Regions from separate parts of the Oryctolagus cuniculus genome. Here all the other regions are linked to region 1. The links are chromatin contacts, called in public Hi-C maps. All regions are on one chromosome and are shown on one strand. The core of a region is the stretch at or near the end of the contact, and the rest is flanking DNA. Distances in the headings are between cores, read along the strand shown. Region 1 has its middle 7.9 kb from the start of GPR84. Region 2 overlaps CBX5 (chromobox 5). Region 3 holds the start of CBX5 (chromobox 5).

Region 1 (2,617 bases), core at 45-2,544:
GGGAGAGTGTGTGCAGGGATTTCACATCTTCCTCTGCTGGCGGGCGGGCGGCGAGGGAGGTGACAGGCCAGAGAAACCTGCCTCTGAGTTTCCTGGCTCCTCTTCCCAAATCCTCAGCCACTGAGCTTGGGGTGGGGGTGGGTGGGGGACGGGTTGCTCCTCGTCTCCAGCACCCGCCCCCGCGCACTCCAGGGGCTGCACCCACGCCAGGAGGCCTGGAAAGTTCCTCCCCTCGCCGCCTGCACCCCGCTCTGCGGCAGAGCGCTGCGGTCCTGCCAGGGGCCCTCCCGGGCCCGTCCACCCCCTTCCTGATACCCGAAACCCCTTCCTGGCCTCCCGCGGCGCTCCCTGCCCCGGCTGAGGGTGGGGGGCTTTGGGAAAATGGCCCTGCTAAAAACAGGAGCCCCCCCTAGCTGCACACATCCCCCCCCCCCAGTGCTCCCTTATTTATCACCTCCCAAACCTCACCCTCAAACAAGCATAAATATTCCTAATTCCTGAAGGCCAACTCTGAACTCATAAATTTCACGGGGAGGTGAGCGAGGGGAGGAGTGGGGTCTCCGGGCCGGGGAGCGCGCTGCAGCCTGCGGCCTGGGGGAGGCGCTCGCCGCGTGCCCACGCGCGGGCCGAGGGGTCCCCGAGGCGAGGGGGAGCGGGAGCCGCTGTCCTCGCCGTCCCCTGGGGGGTGCGTCGGGCTCCCCCCCACACACCCCAGTGCGCCACCATCCTCTCTCCCTCTTGTCTCTGCCCCTTGCACAGCCATTGTCTGGACAGCCACGTCTCCTCTCCCACTCCGGCGGGGCGGCGAGGCGGCGAGGCGCGCAAAGCCCGCTCGGGCCCGGGCGCCGTCTCCTCAGCCTCCTCTCCCGGCCCTCAGACGGGCCCCTTCTCTCCTCAGCCCTCGCTCCCTCGCGCCTCTCCTCAGCCAGCCTTTTTTTTCTGTCACCCTGTGGCCCCCTTCGCCCTCCAGCCTCCTCTGCCCTCCCCGCACCCCTCAAACCCCCTCCTCCGCCCCGGTTCCCACCACTACCGCCACGGGACTCCCAGTGCCCCCTCCCAGCGGATGAAAGGGAAGGGAGGAGGGGGCTCGCGGGACAGGTAGAGGGAGGGCGGGAGGAGCCAGAGCGCGGGAGAGGGAGAGGGGAGGGGCCTCCTCACTCCCCAGCGGCGCCCCCCTCCCCGCCGCCCCCCACCCCGAGCCATAAATCAGAGCCACGGCGGCCTGGCCAATGGGAGAATGACTCGTAAATCGGCCTGTCAAGATCAGCCAATGAGAGGCAGCGTTAAATCAAGTCCTGTCAGCGCTTGGCCAATGAAAGGCCCTGGGCTGACCATAAATCTGCCTGTAAGAGACAGCGGGAGAGAGAGAGCGTGCGGGCGAGCGAGAGCCGCGGGGCGGGGGCCTGGGGCGGGGGGGGGGGGCGGGGGGGTGGGGGAGGGCGAGCGAGAGGAGGCGCTTAGTCCGGGAGAGGCGATCGCGGAGGTGCGAGCGCTGAAGACAGCCTGCAGGAGAGACGGACAGATGGAGAGGGACAAAGAGAAGCCGGGGGAGATAGCGTCACCGAGGCAGCGCTAGGCTCGGGCGGGAGACTGACAAAGAGACAGGCCCTGACTGTCACCCGGCGCGGGGCCCCTGGGCGCACCCACTCTCCTGCCCCTTCCCCTCAATCGCCCAGACCGAGAGTGTGGGGCCGCCATGGAGGGTGCGGAGGGAGGGGTTGCTTTCTCGCGGACATCTCAGACCGCACTGTTTCCGCTTGTGTCCTCTGAGTCATCTTTTCCAGCGGCCTGCGTTATTTTTTTTTCCGGTGACTGGTAACTGGGAAAGTCCTCCCTGCAGTCTAACCTCAATCCCTATTGCTGCACCTCTCTACTTGAGGAAGCTTTTGAAGTGCCCTCAAGGGATGTGAAACGGGATCCTCTCCACCACCCCCTTTCAGAATCTTAGAAAGCCAGGGTAGAAAGGACTTTCAGGGACCTTCTTGTCGCTTGATCCTAAATTTAACAAGGCAGCTGTTCTGTAGTGCTTACACACTTGTGGGCTGGCAGTGCCTGAGGTTAGACTGTCCACAAACCATCCCCAGCTGGCCCACCTCGGGAAGATGCCATGTTCTCATTGTGTCTCAGAGGTAGCACGTAGCCTGGCACTGGGCGTTTGTGTGCTAGGAGTGCACAGTGCCTGCCGTTTGTGTAGATGCAATGCAGGCCCCCCCCCACGCCCCGGGGTCCACAGAGCTAACTGGCCGTGCCCTGCAGTGCTCCTGGGGTGCTGCCTTGGGAGCCCCAGCTTGAGCCCTTGTAGACTGCTGGGGTTTTGTGGAGGGCGAACGCGCCGGCCCGTGGGCATTCCCTGGGCCTGGAAATGGGTTGCATGTGACGATATCCATCTGTCCGTCGAGTGATTTCTGCCCGTGTTTGGGTCTCTCCAGATTTTACTTTGTTCTCCCAGACCCTGGACTTGGGGCCTTGAAACGGACAGCAAGGGTCACATCAGCATGACTCAAATTCCAGCCCCAGCACCGCCCACCCTGCTCCCGTCCGCGCCCCACCCCATCCTACTTTCTTCCTAAGCACTGAAGGAAAGGGGAGGGTGCGGCTCCCTGGGTGTCCGATCCCT
Region 2 (2,617 bases), core at 44-2,543, 110 kb before region 1:
AGACCCCCCACCTGTGTGTGGTCATGGGGGCGGGGACCGGGAACCTTCCTGACTGACCCCCACGTACTTCCTCACCAGGAGACTCCTCCCCAGACCGCGGGAGACTGGGGACACCGGAGACCGCAGGGGGATGAGTATTTCGGGGAGAGGTTCCTACGCAACGGACCCAAGTCCCTGCTTAGAAACCACACTCCTGCAACACTGAACAAAACTGCACTGGCCACAGGGAGACGAATGGGGCGTCAACACGGGGGTCCAGGCAGTCTTCTAGGGCGATTCTGGTCACGCACAGCAAAGCACGCCCGTTTCAGACTTCTAGTCAGCCTCACGCTCACGTCTCCAGAAGGGGCGAGCGCCTCTGATGGAATGTCTACAGGGCACAAATGCCGCTGCAGAACCCGCCGTGTCCAGAGCCGACCCACAGCATGGTTCGCACTTGCCCTAAGCCATGACCAACTCCACCGCTCAGCACTTCGGCAGAGTCCGCACCAGGGACACGGGCTGTTAACTCCTGCTCGGTGGTTCTCTCCCAGTAGTAATGGCATTTCTAACTAATCCTCAGCTATATTTATTTTCTGGAATATAACGAGTCTTGTTGTTTCTATGGCCAGCTGGCTTTCATCCAAGGTCACAGGTCTCTTCTGAGTAGCCACCAATTAATGTCACTCTTCTCCTCTAGGGCCAGAAGCCACACACACAGCAGCCGGCTGTCTCCGTCCCCACAGACGTGGGTCCACGCACCCACGTGCAGCATTCACGCCAGCATTTGGCTGGCCAGTGCACCCCGCACCAGCACAGAAACTCTGCTGAAGGCAGCCACGGTCTTTTTGAACTCTGTATCCCCTGCCCAAATGTTTGCTGAGTAACCCCACTGCTGATGTACATGAATAGGGCTAGGATTCGAACGTCTCCACACAAACTGGGTAGAAAGAACACCCAATTCAGGGCACCTGCTTCTGTCTATAAGGCTGGTAACATTTCTCATTTTTGCAAGCCACTTTTTTTTTTAAAAAAAGAGAACAAATGTTATGGTCAGTAGTGAAGCCATCACGAAGCTGCACACACTGACTCAGGCCTTTCCTTGCCACAGGCACACGTGCTGGGCTGGTTACGACAGCAGGGACCTCGGGACTGGCTTTCACTCTAGACATCTAAGCCAGAAGGCTGCATGGGGTCACAGACCCAAATGAACTTCCTCTTTAACCTCATTTGTAAGTTTCCTCATTTCAAATGAGGCACTCGTGCCATTGCAAAACAGTCTTAGAAGCCCTTGAATTTGAACCCTAAGGGCAGGCAGACACAACTGCTCCCTGGGCCAAACACAGATTCCTTTGACTTCCCAGCATCTCTGGAGTGAGCTAGGCCCAGAGAGCCAGCAAAAGCTTCAGATAAAAATCTTCCAAACTCTGCCCAGTGGCAAAGGCAGAGTAACGGCCTGAGCTGTGGCGACAGCAGCAACCTCGATGGACAACAGGCAGCATCGTGCAGCTCTGCCTCGGGGACTGCCAAGACCATCCAGACTCCTGACGGCAGGAGGAGCACACGTCCCGAGGCTCCTAGAGTGGCCCAAAATTGGACTGCAGTTTGCAAAAGGAGAAAACACAGCTGCCCCCAGTTTCAGAACGGGTGCTTCTGTCCCAGGGGGACTCTACTGGGAAGAGAGACCGCTAATGCAGAGCAGGGTTTTTAGAAAGACGCTGTGAAAGAGGCCTACCACAGGAGAAGTCTCTTGAGGACTGGAGACCCTAGGCACTGAAAGAGCGGTCCACCTGCAGCCACCAGCTCCGCAGAGAGGCAGTTCTCGCAGGGTAAGGCCAGCTCTGCAGTGCTGACGGAGGCTCCCGCACGCATCTGGTCTCCTGTGTGCTGAAGGCTGGATTTAGTATCAGCCTCTGGCTTCCTGTGTTCCTGACGAATCAGCTGCGGGTAGGCAGGGGACAACAAAGCTTGTGTGGGTGGCACTCGGGTCATCATTTAATACACTGAGGGCAGAAAAAGGTGGGATGAAGAGAAACGAAGGGACTACTGGGGCTATCTTGGAAAAGATAATCAGATTTTGTTGAACGTCTTTAATGACACTTCTAACCATGGAGACTCTGCGTTCCACGCTTCTCAGGGCCAACCAATGTGCCTGTACCAATACTTCCAAGATCTTTGACCACGTGCTAAGATTTTTGGCTTTAAAAATAAGATCTCTGCAGCTTTTATGCCCACTGGCTACCGGGGGGGGGGGGGGCACTGTCATTTTCTCTAGCCGCAAATGAAGAAAGCCACATCCATGAGCTCCAGCCTGCCTTTGTCCTTTTCCTGTCCACCCTAATTGCTGTCCTTGAATACTCCTGGGACCAATCTGTTTTCTGGCCACCTTGCTTTCTTCTAGATGCCCATCAGGTTACGTACATGCAACTGGCCATTACCCAGCACTTGATCTAGGCCTTTAATTCCTTCAGAGAGCAAGGAGTACGGAGATTAAAAACTCCCGCCCACTTGAGGTACGGGGCACGGGCTCTCACCCCATCACATTACCATTCAGGAGGGTTTTCTCAGCTGACTTAAACCGAAAGCTTCATCGTCCCAGTCTGTCACATCACCGCAGCAACAGCTGTCTTCTCACTGT
Region 3 (2,617 bases), core at 47-2,546, 72 kb before region 1:
ATTTTATTTTAATCACAAATCGTCACCCCTGTAAAGATTAAACACGGGTCTATTGGAAACCCAGCCTGCCTCGGCCCCGGCGTCGGCAGAAGCAACACACTCCGGACAGGGGCAGGATTCTGAAACTTTTCTGCGGGCCTACGAACACCTTTGTGTCCGCAGAAACAGGCATCCTGAGGTCGCCTTGCCGTACAGTACACAGTGATTTCTCTCATTCGCTAACACTCAGTCCGTCTTCCTAAAACAAGTTCTCTAAATCGAAAGCCCTGCTCGGGTTTCCCCCAAACTCAATGTGGTGGATGCTGGGATGCCCCGACGTGGAGAGCGATGCCAAGCTGCAGCACCCAGGACCAAATTTACGCTTCCGCTACCAAAGAGGTGCACCGGGCGGGGGGCTTCGCAGAAGTCGTAGGGGGGAAAAACCCACCCCCGCACGCCATCACGACCATTGAATCTCCTTCCTCCCCACCCTTTCCCACCAAATCGAAGACCTCCCCGTCCTGGAGAGCCTATTGGACGACCTGTCCGAGAGGCTTCCTTGGGCCGCCCGCCTACTGGCTCCAGATTTGGTCCATCCACTTGAGGGCCCAACTCCCGCCTTCCCCGCTGGAGTCAAACCCACGGCCCCTCGGAGAAGCCCAACCTACCGCGCGCTTCGCGCTCATTGGCTCGGCGGGACGCTGCTCAGGAAGGGAAAACCCGCCTCCCACATTCCGATGGCCCAAAGGCCGATCAGTCGGCAGCTCGAGGTAGACCCAATTGGCCTAGACACGCGCCAGTCAAACGCCTCGGCGGCACAGCTCCACACAACCTACAGGGATGGAATATCCCGCCCCCTGTTCTTCTATTGGTTGGCCCAACCCACCGCTGCCCCTTGACTATCCCCCCACCCCACGGTCCATTCATTTCACACAATAACGGGCCCAACTGGAGCCGGTCCAAGGCCTTGTACAGGTAGACAAGACTCTCTGCCACTTACCCGGGATCGAGAGTGATCACACACCCTAACGTCTGCCCCGTTCCTCTGTGCTGAGGCCGCACCACAAGCCACCGCTGCTGCTGCCTTCTGCGCAACGCCAACCGCCCGCCAAAACGGATCCTTCCCTGCGCCTGCGCAACCAATCCTGGGCCCGGACCCTTTCTCCGCCCACAACGCCTGCGCAAAGCAGCGCGCAACTCCCGCCACTACGCAGGCGCCGTAGGTTAACCGCCTTCTCCCGCCCGCCATTTCACGTGTTTCAAGCGGCGAGCGGAACTCTATAATGCGCATGCGCAAGATCGCCATTTTACTACACATGCGCTCAACAGGCGGTTGTTGAAAAAAACCGTCACATCTAACTACTTTTCTGCTGCTTGGTGTTAATAATGCTTTACCAAACAAATAGGATATATAATTTGGACTAGTAGAATGAAAAAAAAACGTTTAGACAGGCGAAGTACGTTCAAAAATGAATGATTGTTCAGTTAGCCAATCAGGCTGGCTAAGAATAAGATTGCTCGAGGACCAATGGGGTCCGAGGGGTGGAGACTGCGCAGAACGCCCTAACGGTGACGTACGCAGCAGTGCGGCGCCATACACCAATAGTAGAGGGAAGCGATTTCAAATGTCCAATCAGAGCGAGGCAGGGGTGGAGTCTGCCAATGTCGAAAGCGAGGAGGCGGGATAAAAAAGCGAGGCCGAAGGTAGGCTGGCGGATACGTTCGTTGGCTTACTCCTTTCTGCTTGCGGACGCCGCCGAGGAAGCATCGTCGAGTTCTCTCTTCCCACCGCCGTCATGTCGAAGTCAGAGGTGAGGAGCTCCCCTTTTCTAACGTAGTTCTCCCCCTCGTCTCCCTCTTCGAGTCCAGTAGGGGCGGTTTCTTTGCCCGCAGCAACCTTTTCGGCAGTTTGCTCGGTCGCGGCCAAGGCCTACCCCTCCCAAAGTTCAAGTCGCCATTTTGTCCTCGTCGTCGCCATGAGGTTGCGGGCCGCTAGCCCCTCGATAATCACTCCGGGGTCGGCGTCGGGGCAAAATCGTTAGCCATATGGCGATTTAGGTTCAATTTTGTCCCGGCGAGCGGGTTTTAAAAAAGCCTTGATGCCCCTCACGGCGATGTCCCCCTCCCGCGCGGACCTTTTGTTGCGCGCGTGCGTCTGGAGGGAGCGGAGCGGCGCATGCGCTGGAGGCTCCCCAGCCCCCAACGGGCCGCCTCCCCTGATGAGGGGGAGCACGTGGCCCGCTTTGGACCGGAGCGAACAAAAAGTGCCGCCTTTGTGGGGGCCGAGTTGTGTTCCCCACCCCCCGCGTGGAAACGGGGTCGTGTGGTAGCCCGAATTTACAAGAGAAAAACCAATTTTGCTCTCCCGCCCAGTCGCCCAAGGAGCCCGAGCAGCTGCGGAAGCTCTTCATCGGAGGGCTGAGCTTTGAGACGACCGATGAGAGCCTGAGGAGCCATTTTGAGCAATGGGGCACGCTCACGGACTGCGTGGTAAGACTGGGGAGGGCCGGGAGGCGGGGCGTCGGCGGCTGTTCCTGCAGATTCTGTGCGAGGGCTTAAGATCCTAACGGGGCCTGAGTTCTGAGTTAGGAATGGCTCGTTTGTGGCTCTTCGGCCTGCTTTTTGGAAGTTGCGGGAG

The links. Hi-C and Micro-C count contacts between places; a contact is called where the count stands out from the background.
Region 2: a contact with region 1 is called in a Hi-C map of embryonic fibroblasts, with 2.0 times the contacts expected there. The contact joins two enhancer-like sites. A contact is called at or near these places in 5 of 6 Hi-C or Micro-C datasets (ear pinna, embryonic fibroblasts, psoas muscle and 2 more).
Region 3: a contact with region 1 is called in a Hi-C map of an unstated tissue, with 1.8 times the contacts expected there. The contact joins the promoter of CBX5 here to the enhancer-like site in region 1. A contact is called at or near these places in 4 of 6 Hi-C or Micro-C datasets (embryonic fibroblasts, psoas muscle, skin fibroblasts and 1 more).

The regions. Positions count from the first base shown.
Region 1 is chr11:57,287,752-57,290,368 of mOryCun1.1, forward strand. No RefSeq gene overlaps it. Among named protein-coding and RNA genes, the nearest start is that of GPR84, 7.9 kb to the right of the region's middle. Within about 2 kb of position 1,295, at least 8 of the 8 cell types and tissues checked have an H3K27ac peak or open chromatin away from gene starts, as enhancers often do.
Region 2 is chr11:57,178,143-57,180,759 of mOryCun1.1, forward strand. CBX5 (chromobox 5) reads right to left here. Exons shown (of 5, transcript XM_008256569.4): 5 at 1-2,617. Among named protein-coding and RNA genes, the nearest start is that of TRNAK-CUU, 16 kb to the left of the region's middle. Within about 2 kb of position 1,294, at least 2 of the 8 cell types and tissues checked have an H3K27ac peak or open chromatin away from gene starts, as enhancers often do.
Region 3 is chr11:57,215,581-57,218,197 of mOryCun1.1, forward strand. CBX5 (chromobox 5) reads right to left here and starts at 1,297. Exons shown (of 5, transcript XM_008256569.4): 1 at 980-1,297. The coding sequence starts at 1,297. It overlaps HNRNPA1 (heterogeneous nuclear ribonucleoprotein A1), which reads left to right and starts at 1,650. Exons shown (of 11, transcript XR_011380076.1): 1 at 1,650-1,790; 2 at 2,353-2,469.